Linked DNA regions of Canis lupus: region 2 is linked to region 1. Evidence: chromatin contacts called from public Hi-C data. All regions are on one chromosome and are shown on one strand. Each heading gives the region's core, a stretch centred on a gene start, on an enhancer-like site or on the middle of the called end of the contact. The rest is flanking DNA. Distances are from core to core; before and after follow the strand shown. Region 1 overlaps NMNAT2 (nicotinamide/nicotinic acid mononucleotide adenylyltransferase 2). Region 2 overlaps ARPC5 (actin-related protein 2/3 complex subunit 5).

Region 1 (6,529 bases), core at 101-2,600:
GAACTCTTCTAAACTTTTTACAATTTTATTTCATGCAATATAAAAATGAATATAATAAAAAAGATACTTTTAGATCGCAAGTGCTCTAAGGACAAGTAACATGCTTATATTCATCCTGGGCTCTAATAATATGTGTTAAGTTGAAATATTGATTGAGGGATGCCTAGGTGGCTCAGCCATTGAGTGTCTGCCTTCGGCTCAGGGCATGATCCTGGAGTCCCGGGATCGAGTCCCGCATCAGGATCCCTGCATGGAGCCTGCTTCTCCCTCTGCCTGTGTCTCTGCCTCTCTCTCTGTGTGTGTCTCTCATGAATAAATAAATAAATAAAATCCTTAAAAAAAAGAAGAAGAAGAAATATTGATTGAAGGAAAGAATGCTTGGATCAGAATTAATTTGCCAGACTGCCTTCTTTTATAATGGACAAAGCAGCGGATGGACACAGCAGCTGACAGCACAAGCCCTAGACAACTGATTTTATTTGGGGGAGGAGAGTGAATGTAACAGCTTCCCGCTTCACAAATGTGTGTCTCTGGCTGACCCTTTATTCCTTGGCCTTGACTTCCCACAAATGCTGGTCCTTGCTTGGATACCTGCCTTCGTGCTGGTGCCAGGATGATGTAGCACAGCAAAGATCAGGTCCCCTAGGGGAGACTAACTCTGTAATAGAAACCCAGGGATGGGAAGGGCTGTGTGGGGGGTGGGGGGGGGTGGGGGGGGGGTGTAGAGGTGTCCCTGGGGGTTGATCTCCAAGGTTAGCCCAGGATCCTGGATCTTGAATTCTCTAAGGAATCAAGAATGAAAAAGCCAACTGCCAGGCTGCACAAGCAGCTCTTTTGTATTCCACGGAGAGAAACTTGATGGATATGTATGGAATTTTCTGCCCCTGGAATGTAAGGGGAAGGGTGTGTCATTGGTCAGAGGAGGTCAGAATTTACTGTGGGCTAATGGATCTTTGTGCCTAATAGGAAATGCCCAAGGGATGTGTTAGGAGGTGGGGTTGTTCCTTTGACTGTGTGATTAGACTGCTGGATGGAGAGCACTCCTTCAGGAATCCCAATAGAAAGAGCTAGAGCGACTCAGCAGAGAATTTGTGACTGTGCCGGAGGAAGCCTTGGCATCCTGCTGTGGAACAGACCAGCTCAGCTGCTTCCCAGCCCAGCTGGAGAACAAAGCTGCTCCACAGCCTGCTTTGAGCTTTCTTTACAGAAGGGTGGAGAGACTCCTATTTCTCCCCAGATCTGTCTGAACTAGTGGCTTCTCTCCTTCCTCCAGAATCCTGAGGATTCTGAAGAACATAGGAGGCTAGGATGTGGAGCCAGGGCCTGTGGCCTTCCCAAGAAGCTTGGTTCTTCTCCCCACCTCCTGTCCCCAAGTCTATGGGCAGATTCAGGGGTTTGGGCTCCTGGTGACCAAACAGAGGTCTGTGGCAACAAGTATCACTTGGGACACCAAGTAATGAAGAAACCCAGCGTAGGTCCGTATGCCTTGTCCCTGGTAATCTCATGGATAGGAACTAAAAACCCTAAAATGGACCCCTTCCAGGCAAACTCCAGAGGGTAGAATTTTCTAGTAGAATAAGCAGGACTCACCCCATACCCAGTCATTAAAGTAAGGCCTTCCTTTTCTAGACCCTGAAATCCAACCATCCTCAAACAGGGACTGTGGAATAAGCCATTGAATTACTCACTAGTTAGTAGTTACTAACTAACTACATCCCCCTCTGCCCAGCCCAACCCTATTTCTAGCAGAGAACCGGACTCTGTACCAGAAGACCCTAGTCTCTAATTCTCAGGGCAGTAATCAATGTTTTACAGTCAGTGGCTATAAACTCACAGAAGAGATTTCTCTAGATATCCCGAGGATGAAAGAAAATAGAAAGATACCCTTAGAACAGAAAGAAGAGGTTCTGCATTCTCTCCCCCCCCATTCCCCCCCCCCCCCCCATTTCTACACTAGAAGGAACCTAGGGATCTGTGAAAACCAGATCTCTCCTCCCTCCTAGAGCAAAACCTCCTAGGGACAAACCCTCAGAAGAAAATGGGTCTTGATGATCATTGGTGGGTGGGGCCCCCGCGCTGGGCTTCCAGACTGGGCCAGGAGCCCCGCAAGTGGCCACGAATGTCCAGACAAGGAAGGCGTCCGTGGGGACCCTGATGAACAAATGTTCGTGTTCAGGGCCGACGGAAGCCTTTGAGGTTCTGCTAATCAGTAATACAATAACTGAGACTAACTTCCCATCATCCCTGTGGAATAGATCTAGACTTGAATTTTAATTTGATTTAAATAAATCAAAGGTGATATTTCTAGCACACCTCTTTTGTGGGTTGAGATTCACACTCATTATGTAAGGAAACAGCTCCTTGATTTTTTTTTCCCCCTCTGCCTCAGGTGCCACAATTCTAAGGACTCCACAGATTGGCTGTGGGTTAAGTTAGGGGACAGAGCAGTTGAGTGAGAAGGGATGGGGAGGTAGAGCTCTAGGCTCCAGAAAGCCTTTTGGCGTGAGCTTTGTCTACTTCACCCAAGTCCCTGCTGCCTGTGCTGTGGATTGGGATTCGTACCAGCCAGGCAGGAGGGATGTGGGTTCCTGTTGGCCCTCTCGTTGTGCTCTCTGGCTGCAGCCGGGCTGGGTGCTCTGGATCTTCAGAGTCACCAACCAAGGGGGAACATAGCTGAATAAGTGAGGGTCTCCTCCACCTTCATGGTCACTTTCCCAGTTAATCAACAGCTTTTGGTTTCTCTCTTTTTTTTTTTTTTTGTCTCAACCACCATGTCATGTCAACACCAGAGCCCAATGGGAAGAGGAGAGACCTGGGTCTCCTTTTCTTGGTCTTCAAATGTCGGATCTGCCAACAGCAAGAGAGACCATTTTGGAAAGAAGTCAGAGGACCTGAGGTCAGCGATCTAACTGGGAGGAACAGAGGACTGGCTGTGCTTCCAGGGTCCCCATGCTATAAATTCCAGGCTCCACAGAGGGGGAGGTGTGCCCCTGAGAGGGGGCTCCAGAGATTCCCTGCTCCTGTAGGCGGCCCTTCAGGCTGCTGCCCCAGGTGCTGACTTCATCCCTCCAGGACATCCGGGCCTCCCCAAGGGATGTGCCCCCCACAGCTGCCCCCCACTCCCTGATTTCCCTAGCTTCCTGAAAGAGCTCTGCTGAGATCTTGTACACAACTTCGGGTACAGTACTGTTTACTTTCACAGCACCTTGTGAAGTAGAGAGGAAAGTAAAAGTTAATTAAGTCACTTCATCCAGAACTGAAAGGAGGTTTAGAATTTCACCCGCAAGAAATGGTCCAGGGGTGGCGATGAAAGGCTTACACAGTATAATTCATCTGCGGGGAAACTCTCCCTGCCCTCCTGGTCCTCCCACAGCGTGTTAGCACTCACACCCTTCACCTGGAATATCTGTGTGTATGTCTGAGATAGTTTAGGTAAATTCCTTTAGGAACATTTGTTGTATGTAACTGTGTGTGCAGCACTAGGCTGGGCACTTCACGTACACAATCTCATTTCATTTTCCTCAAATCCTATGAGGCAGGTACTATTATTACACCCATTTTAGAGATGGGAAAAACTGAAGGTCAAGATAGATTTTTGTCATGAGCTGTGTTGGAATGGACCTGGAATCTGGAATCTGATCCTGAAGGTCTTCTCTCCCTCTTCAGAGAAATACATGTATGTACACGAAAAAATTTCATATGCATACGTCTTGCCACCTAATACTGCCTATTTTTTCAAATGTCAGAATGTGTTAGGTAACATGGTATAGATTTTTAAAAACACAACCAAGATGTACTATGTGAAGTGATGTTAAACTTACTCTGATAACATTTTGCAATATATACACATCTCAAATCATTGCATTCTACACCTTAAGCTAATACCATGTTACGGGCAGCCCGGGTGGCCCAGTGGTTTAGTGCCGCCTTTGGCCTAGGGTGTGATCCTGGAGACCCAGGATCAAGTCCCACGTCGGGCTCCCTGCATGGAGCCTGCTTCTCCCTCTGCCTTGTGTTTCTGCCTCTCTCTCTCTCTCTCGAATAAACAAATAAAATCTTTAAAAAATAATAATACCATGTTACATATCAATTATATCTCAACAAAACTGGAAAAAAATCTGATTCCCAGAGAGTTGAGTGGTTTGCATGGGGTCTCACAGCAGGTTCGTAAAGAAAGCACGAGATCTGGAATTGCTGCCTTGAGAATCCAACTTGCACAGGGCTATGGAATTGGGAACTAGCAAAACTCAGGCTATCCAGTGAACGAATTAATGAAAGAGCAAGAGCCAACGTACAGACAAAGGTGAGTAACTTAGGAATTAGCTGGTTTAAGACCATCAACATCAGATCTGGCAACAAAGATGTACATTGAGCTTCCAAGTGGTATAAGTTTAACTTCCTGTTTCCTTCTCTTCCCTAGTCAATTGCACGAAGGATCCTACTGACCTTTTGCCATTAATGCCTCTCCTCCTGACCCCTTTCTTCTTGTTGAGGGAATTCTAGGGTGGTATTTACTACCTCTTCAAAAGGAATCAAAGGAAAACAAAACACACATAATCTCAAAAGGGCTAAGGCTTTCTTTAAATCCTTCCCTCCCCCACTTACTGCCACACACAGACACTCCCAAGTACTCCCTGGAGAAGGTATTCCATGACTCAGATTGCTTTCTTCCAAGGGGCTTTACAGGAGCAAGATCGAGGAGGAGTGAGCACAAAAATGCAGTCCGGGATAAAGCTTGGGATAGGTGGGAACTTTCTTCCATAGTGACGTGAATGGATCGTCCTCTGGGGAGCTCCTCGAGATGGGATGCTCGGATTGGGGAGGGAGGTAGTAGGGGAGGCGTGGAAAAAGCAAAGGCTGGAACCAGGTGCCCCCTCCCCATCCTTCCCAAGGCAGCTGTGTGTGGTGCTGCAGTAACCCTGCTACTCACATCCGCCTCGTTCCAGAGCCCCGGGATGCAGAAGGATTCCAGCAGGTCACTGCCACACAGCAGCAAGATCCGCAGCTCTGAGGAGGGGGAGCAAAGATTGCACAGGGGTAAGTGGAGACCTGGAAAACATGCAACTCCCAGCCCTTCCCCTGTTAATACAGAAGTCACCAACCCTTGGGGTTCCCGCACCCAGCTCTTCCAGGCTCCCCTGCACTGTGTGGTGCGTGCAGTATAGAAGCCTTTGCCCCCCACGCCCCCGGCTCATTTACAGACCACTCTTGCCCTTTGCGAGAGGAGCTGTCATTCAGGGAGGGTCTTGGCTTGCCTGGTTCGGAGGGGTTTCTGGGGGCCCGGGTCCTTCCGTGCTAAACCAGGATGGTTGGTCATCCCAAGAGAGACCGAGCCAGCTATGTGACTTGTCTTAGATCTAAGGGGCTCTCTCTTTTGCTCCCCATCAAACTTAATTGTCAACATAGTTTGGCTTCCATGCTGCTGTGCATTATCCAGGCTTCATCACAAATGCTGACACGACGGGGGGTTGGGGGAACACCGAGTGTACCCATGCGCTACTGAGTTAATCAGATGTCCTCCCTTTCCAGGGCCACCGCCCTCAGCAAACAGCTTGAGAAGCAAGGCTGAGCCCACCCGCCTCCTTCCCAGGCGGGCTTCCTGCTTGTCACTTATTTTCCTTCCCTCCCGAAGCCTGCCCTGAATTATCCCAGCATGGCCCATCACGACAGGCAGCAAACTCACTGACTTATTAAAACTGAGCAGTGGGGAGAAAAGGATCCCAGGATTCTCAGAACCACGTGGGGGAAGACCTCTGCCTGGGTGTGACTCAGTGTGCAGCGTGTGGTTCCCAGGCACCCTGGGCCCTCTGGCAAGAGGCCGTGGCTGTGGGCATCTTGTCTGAAAGTGTGAGACAGCCCTGCTCGGAGCCTTCCAGAAACCACTGCCACCCTGCACCGACGCAGAGACATGGCTGTTAGGCCTGCCTGCCTGAGACCACACAGCTCCTCGGGGACCTCACAAGGACTTTCAGACAGTGACCTGGTCCCTGCTGCGGGAGTCTCCAGATGGCACAGAGAAGGAAGGCTGCTGGGCTGACGACAGTGCCAACATCTTGTTGTCCCACCCAGGGCAGCCCTTCCCCATGGGGCTCCTCCTCATGGAGCCATGGGGTCTTAGCTCCAAAATATTCCTGTAGCCTCCCCTCCCCTTTACATCATCCCGTAGCCCAATCTGCTTATGTACGGGGACCTTAATTTATCTTTATATCCCCAGGCCTGGCAGAGTGACCCGCACACGGTAGGTGCTTGGGACGTACTGAATAAGTGAACAGCAGACAAGTGACCACAGAAGTCATGGAAGCAAGCTGTCCAGGAGCCTCCTGGGTGGACCTCATGGCCTTTGTTTTTGGAGTGGGGAAGGGGGGGCACAGGCAAGAGGTGTCTCCCTCCTTCCATGCTATGCCATAGGCCTTCTGGCCCAACTCCCCATCTGTGGAGATGAACCAGCCTTCATATGGCTGAGAGGAGCCAGACTGGGTTCATTCCTGGGATCCTACTGTTCCCATCCCCTGCTTGGAACCACCCAGAG
Region 2 (6,830 bases), core at 2,198-4,697, 330 kb after region 1:
AGGGTAATAACTGCTAAATATTTTTACTATCTCCCTGAGTGAAGCTGATAGGTTGGCAGATTCTGAACATAGCCATTTTAGGGTCTATAGAATATGAAACTCCAAGATTTTCCCTAACATGATAGTCGTAAAAGTGACATGAAGAAGGATTTTACACAGCAGTATTGCAATATCACTTTTGTTTTCACTTTAAAGTTTGTAAGGGGTTATGCTGTACCAACTGGATTACCTATTATTTACTTTCTCTTAACTCACAGCCCTCTGAATTGCCTGTTAAGTTTCTAGAGCTTTATTTACTTAAAAAAATTTTAGGGTAGCCCAGGGGGCTCAGCGGTTTAGCGCCGCCTTCAACCCAGGGCCTGATCCTGGAGGCCTAGGATCGAGTCCCACATCAGGTTCCCTGCATAGAGCCTGCTTCTCCCTCTCCCTTTCTCTTAAAAAAAAAAAAAAAAAAAAAGATTTTATATATTTATTCATGACAGACACACAGAGAAAGGCAGAGGGAGAGGTAGGCTCCTTGTGGGGAGCCCAATGTGGGACTCAATCCGGGGATCACAGGATCACAATCGCTGAGCCACCCAGGTGCCCCAATTTCTAGTTGTTTTTTTGTTTTTTTTAGTTTCTAGAGCTTTAAAGCAGGAAATCTAGTAGGGCCAGTGTGAAGACAAAAGAGGCTGCGGTGTGAGAAGGGGTGTAGAAGCCGGGAATAAATGACCACAGCTGCTAGGTTATTAGTTTAAGTCCTTGGGCAGTGATACTCCAGATGCTCAGCTGGCATCCAGAGGGCTATGCAATCATTCCAAGGGCTCCAGTGGTGTCCTGACATCATTAATGACGCTCTTCCCTTTACCCCACTACTTTATATTTGAACAAAGTCATTTTAGAAATCTTCTGTACCAAATTACTTCTTGTCAAGAGTACAATAACCTGCTGGTAAAACAGGAAAGCTTCCCTCTTAATTAACCGCATGTTCAGAAATATTAAAATAAGAGCTAGGAAAATAAATTATTCAACACTGACATTTTATTTTCAGAACTTTATCATTTTTACAAAACAAAACAAAAAGCAGGTATCAAAAACAGCAAAGAGGTTATAGAATTTTCTCCACCAGTTTTCACATAAGACAGTGATTATGAAACCGGTGTCCAATGTAAATACTAAACACAGGCTGATTTCCCTCTTGGTCCTATGCATTCAGGTGGTTTTGGAGTTACTGAGTAATAACTTTTTATAAGCACCGGTCATTTTGTGAGAACCGATTTGGTTTGTCTAACAAAGTAAACACTTTTTGCTGTGTGGCATCTTCCTTTTTTAAAAACCACTGAGCTAAAATACAGAATGTGTATGTGTCTGGATCTGAACCAAATCTCTTAAGATCCTAATTACCCTGAAGAACACTGAAGACATTTATAGGGCATATGAAATACTAGTTATATGCCTCATAATGTCTAAGGCAGCTATTCTGTTTCTAAAGAAAATAGCATTTCATTCAGAGGCTGCCCAGAATTTGAACTTCATCACTGTTTCCACATCTTTTCTCATTTGGAGTAATTTTCCCAAAGAGGGCCATATTATTAGAACGAAGTTTTATGCTCATGTCAAAGAGGCTCTGGCATTTCATAGATATATTTTTGTAGAGCAAGACTCCTTGCTCTGGACCCTGGAGACCACAAAGAAATCAAGAGGCCATGATTATTGGATGCAAAGAGGAAGAAGCGTACTTAAGCTCACATGATCTGGAGGTAAGCAGAAACAAAGCTGGAACTTGGTAGTGGTGTTCATTCACCGCTTGTTCTGGAAACACATTTTGCTTAAATAAGGGAATTATGGTCCAGTTTTGCAATGTTAATGGCTGCCAGTTTCGCAAACATTATTTTTTTATAAAGATCATTTCCTGGCTAGCAATGAGTAAGGAAACTGGCCTCAAACTCTGATCAAATTTCTCACTATTAGTCAAAAACAAAACAAAACAGCAAAAACAAAAACAAAAACGCAAAAACAAAACAAAACCCCACCAGCCAATAGGGGTTAGAATTGCACAATTAAACTTGGAAGGCAAATTATACTATATACAGACAAGTATACACTGAAATCGTTTTGAAAGCATGAAACATTCCTGTTCATAAATATTTCCTCTGTGTTATTCCAATTTTCACAAAAGGAAAACTGATATGTAATTGTTCTTTACTGATATGAAAAAGGAAGCAAGAAGGCAAAGCTGAGAGAAACAGATGCTACCCAAAGGGCAGCGGTGGCATTTGGTTGTTTTGGTCTTTGTACCAGCGACTCCCACACCCACAGGATATCCAGTTCCTGCTGGACTACACAGTCTTCCTCGCAGTCAAGACTCGGACAATGGAGCCTACTCCTCCTGCAGCAAGTGCCTAAAAACAAACCAAAATGTAAACGCTGATGGAATTATAAAGGGCTAATTATCATACCCAAGTAAGACTTTTTTTCTTACAGAAGGAATGTGTGCGGCTATCAACTTCGGCTTCATTAATTTTCATAAACGTTCTTGAACACCAATTACGCACCCAGCACTGCAGAGCCAGTGATTGATAAAACCTTCACAGTCCCTGCCCTCGTGTACCTACATGCTCGTGAGATACTAGTTTACATTCTATAATTTTTTTCCCCCACATAATAGGATGTTCTTCAAGATTTACAGCATGTTCTTGCTGAAAACATGTGCTCAAATGTAAATTTAGGACATTCACTTTGCTCTTTTATTTTTTAAAAGATTTTATTTATTTATTCGTGAGAGAGAGAGAGAGAGAGAGAGAGGGAGGGAGAGAGAGAGGCAGAGACATAGGCAGAGGGAGAAGCAGGCTCCACGCAGGAAGCCTAATGTGGGACTCAATCCTGGGACTCCAGGATCATGCCCTGGGCCGAAGGCAGGCACTAAACCGCTGAGCCACCCAGGCATACCCACTTTGCTCTTTTAACACTGTCAGGGAAAAAGTTCAAACTGGTATCAACTACCCTAAGTCCCATTTAGATCAGCCAGCTTGTTAGATTCTTTTTATTCCTCCAAGCTAAAAGTGTATCATTTAATAGCTAAGAACTTAGGAACTTTAATTTTGACACTACCTTGAAAGACTGGAAGTCATGATCAAGTGTCAGGAGCTGAAAGCTCTAGCTTACTTACTGAATACTTTTGTGTACCGAGTACTGTGCTAGATGCTAGGGATATAGCACCTTCTGGTCTACTAGGAAGGGACAGAACATAAAAGAGAGATTATGTTAATATAACATAATGTACGAAATGACAGAGGTGTGCCCTGGGGTAAGGAGGTACTCAGGCAGGGAGGAAATCCTGAGCAAAGGTACAGAGGTGTGAAACAGTAAGGTGTGTCCTGGGAAAACATACTATTATGCTGCTCACTGCTGGAGCAAGGGGGATGAACGGCATAAAAGAGGAGTGGCTAGACTTTGGAACTTGAGCTTTACTCTGCAGGTGACTGAAAGGGTAGATCTGGATTTCAGAGAGGGCATTTGGCGACCGGGTGGAGAACAGATTCGAGAGAAGCAGAGCTGGTGGCTGGAGGCCTGTGTAGGAAGTTACAGCAAAAATCTGGGGGAGATGCTGCAAAGAGCTGCATCAGAGGGGTATCTAAGCGTGTGGCTGGAGAAGTATTTAGCAGACAGACAGGCAAAAATTGGTGATGATGTTAGGAAGCAATGAAGACTTGATGTGTGCCTCAGTTTCCCCATCCACCAAAAAAGGAATGATAGCAAGCTTTCCCTCCTACTATTTTTATGAAGATTAAAGGAGTTATTTATGAAGTGATTAGGAGAATGCTTGGAATACAGTAAGTGCTCCATCAGTGTCTGCTATGATCCTGGGACTGTACAGGAACCAGGATGCTTAGGTTGTTAAGCTGGCTCTTCATCTCTAAATTGAGGGTGATAAAGATGCTTATATGCCTCCTAAAGTTGTTCTAAGGCTTAAATGAAACATCATCTAATGGTACAGTGTCTGGCAAACGCAAAGTATTCCTGAATAGGATGACCATATACATTATTCTCCAACTGGTACACTGAGTGAAAGTGAACTATTCATAATCATGTTGGGACAACAGGCATAAACTGGAGCCATCTTGGGAAAATAGGGAGGTCTGGTTACCCTGTCCCTAAAAGTTAGGCTCTCTTTGACAGTGCATGAGTGATCAAGTGACTTGATTAAGACAAGTTCTACAGCCTATTCTCATCTTCCATTTGTGTTTTCACTCAGATACACGGACAACAGCTTCTAAAGACTGAGAGTTGGGAACTGAGAGATATTAGAATATACCCCTTCCCTGTGGTTGGTTCTATTTAAATGTTACACTGTTCACATCTGTACCCATATTACCCAAGAGTTGGGTATTAAAAATGACCTTACCAACTTTTTACCTAACGCTAAAAATTTCCCTTAGCTATTTTTTGAGGGACAGTGTACCACCATCTGCTCACACTGCAGAATCAAATGCATGAAAACAGAAAAACATTGAAGAACTCTTGATCTTACCCCACCTCTGATTTCTTTTCTTTAAATCCTGTAACATACAGAGCATGAAATTTGCTCCTTTAACCATCTTTCAGGGTAAAATTCAGTGGCACTCATTATATTCTCAGGATTATAGTCACCACTGTTTCCAATAATTTTCATCACCCTAAAAAGAAACACTGTCCCCATTAAGTAAGAACTCTCTATCCTCCCTTCCCCCAGTCCCTGATAACCTCTCATCTTCTCTCTCTCTCTCTCTGAATTTGCCTCTTCGAGGTATTTCCTGTAAGTGGAATCACACCGTAATTTGTCTTTCTGCAACAGGCTTACTTCACCTTGCACAACGTTTTCAAGGTTCATTCGTGCTGTGCCATGTATGTAATTTCCTTCTTTCTGTTGTTCAAAAAAACAAAATGTAGTGTATGCATAAAATGGAGTATCTGGGGGATCCCTGGGTGGCTCAGCAGTTAAGTGCCTGCCTTCTGCCCAGGGCGTGATCCCGGAGTCCTGGGATCGAGTCCCATGTCCGGCTCCCTGCATGGAGCCTGCTTCTCCCTCTGCCTGTGTCTCTCTGTGTCTCTCACGAATAAATAAATAAATCTTAAAAAAAAAAAGGATTATCTATTCATCCGTCCTTGGGCACATGTGTGTTTCTAACCTTCTGGCCATGGTCAACGAATTTTTTACTTTTATTGTTTATCTTATTTTCAAAGTTCGGATTTAGTTCCAAGTTCAAGATCATGTTGAATGAACAGTAATCGTTACTGAATAAATATGTGTTGCAAACCAAAATCTCTTAAGACTAGGGTTAGGAAACATAAATCTAAGCTTTCGTTTTCATGCATTTATTTGTAAAGAAAATGATGTAGTCAAAATAATGATTTAGGTGAGAAGAGCAGTCATGGTTACTTTCTATCAATAAGTGGCCAGTTGGAGGGACTCTAGGTCGTAACTTACCTTTTCATGCCATTGCAGTAACACAGCACTGCTGTTGTCAGAGGGGCTCTCGAAGCCTTTATAAATATATTTCATGAGGAGATCCACACCATTTTTGTCCAGGGACTGAACTGCCTTCTCGATATCATTAGCTTTAAAAGAGATGAGCACCTTCAAGACAATACTGCCCGCTCGATCCTGGGGACACAGAGAACAGAGCATTCACACGTAAGCACGTAGAGTGGTTGTTCTGGAAAAGGTGACACTTAAGACCTGATGGACATGGTGCAGCCCAGGTGGCTCAGCCATCAGCCCAGGGTGTGATCCTGGGGATCCGGGTTCGAGTCCCACATCAGGCTCCTGTGTGGAGCCTGCTTCTCCCTCTGCCTGTGTATCTGCCTCTCCCTTTCTCTGTGTCTCTCATGAATCAATAAATAAAATCCTTAAAAAAAAAAAAAAAAAGACCTGATGGACATGAAAGAAGAATCCTTAGGGGTATTTGAGAAAAGTATTCAGAGGAAAGAAGGAAAGAACATGTGCTGTCACTGTATGTTCAGGGTGTTCAAGGAAAGCAGAAAGATCCCTGGTAGCCAGCGACATGGTGGAGGAGTAGGACAGGTCAGGAGGTAGCCGAAGACAGACCACGTAAGCCCTCGCAGGCCGCTGTGAAGACTGTGGCTTTCATTAAGAGAAAGGAGAAGATGTTGGAAGATATTGAGAACAGTGATAGAATCTGACCTGTGTATGAGATAACAGTGATATAATCTGACTCTGGCTGCCATGTTGAGGATGAGCTGATGGGAAGTTGGTGAGGGGCAGGGGACAAGGCTGGGAGACCAGTCTGGAAGTTACTGCAATAACATAGGCTGGTTTGGGCTAGCATGGTAGCTCAGGAGAACGACAGATTCTTGACATGTTTGAAGGAGAGCTGAAAGCATCTGCTTACAAAGAGATATGGTAATTTTCCAACTTTATTAAGTCGGCATTTAAATTTTACTTCTTGACCTCAGAGAAAACCCCAAAGACAAAGACAATGAATTGCAGTTCTACCTTGAACCATCCTTCAATAATAGTTAATAAAAATAACTTTTTAAGAAAATTTAAGTTTCCTGTCTACAGTAGGTAGATATAGTGATATTCATTTATAATTTTTTTTTCTGATAAAAGGCTGCTCCAAGAGCAAAGTTATTTTTCCACTCAAGAAGCCAAGCACTTAATTAAGAACACTTAATTTACCCTTTCAACAATTTCACTTCTCCTATTCAAGAAAGAGTGATTATCTTTGGCATTCCTACTGATCAGGAGTTTACAGAATGTTTCTACCACCTATTGCTGTCTTCAGTTTAAAGACTAAGCAATTACCCAATTTAGAAAAATATTCTTACAACCACAGCTATAACTT

What was found. Hi-C and Micro-C count contacts between places; a contact is called where the count stands out from the background.
Region 2: a contact with region 1 is called in a Hi-C map of skin fibroblasts, with 5 times the contacts expected there. The contact joins two enhancer-like sites. A contact is called at or near these places in 5 of 9 Hi-C or Micro-C datasets (amygdala, blood, liver and 1 more).

Annotation. Positions count from the first base shown.
Region 1 is chr7:16,524,256-16,530,784 of UU_Cfam_GSD_1.0, forward strand. NMNAT2 (nicotinamide/nicotinic acid mononucleotide adenylyltransferase 2) reads right to left here. Exons shown (of 13, transcript XM_038542274.1): 10 at 4,931-5,007. It overlaps LOC119872510 (a long non-coding RNA gene), which reads left to right and starts at 4,733. Exons shown (of 2, transcript XR_005361995.1): 1 at 4,733-5,037; 2 at 5,530-6,529. Within about 2 kb of position 1,351, at least 3 of the 20 cell types and tissues checked have an H3K27ac peak or open chromatin away from gene starts, as enhancers often do.
Region 2 is chr7:16,856,009-16,862,838 of UU_Cfam_GSD_1.0, forward strand. It overlaps ARPC5 (actin-related protein 2/3 complex subunit 5), which reads right to left. Exons shown (of 4, transcript XM_038542275.1): 3 at 5,450-5,626; 4 at 1,002-2,384. The coding sequence ends at 2,322. Among named protein-coding and RNA genes, the nearest start is that of ARPC5, 7.2 kb to the right of the region's middle. Within about 2 kb of position 3,448, at least 5 of the 20 cell types and tissues checked have an H3K27ac peak or open chromatin away from gene starts, as enhancers often do.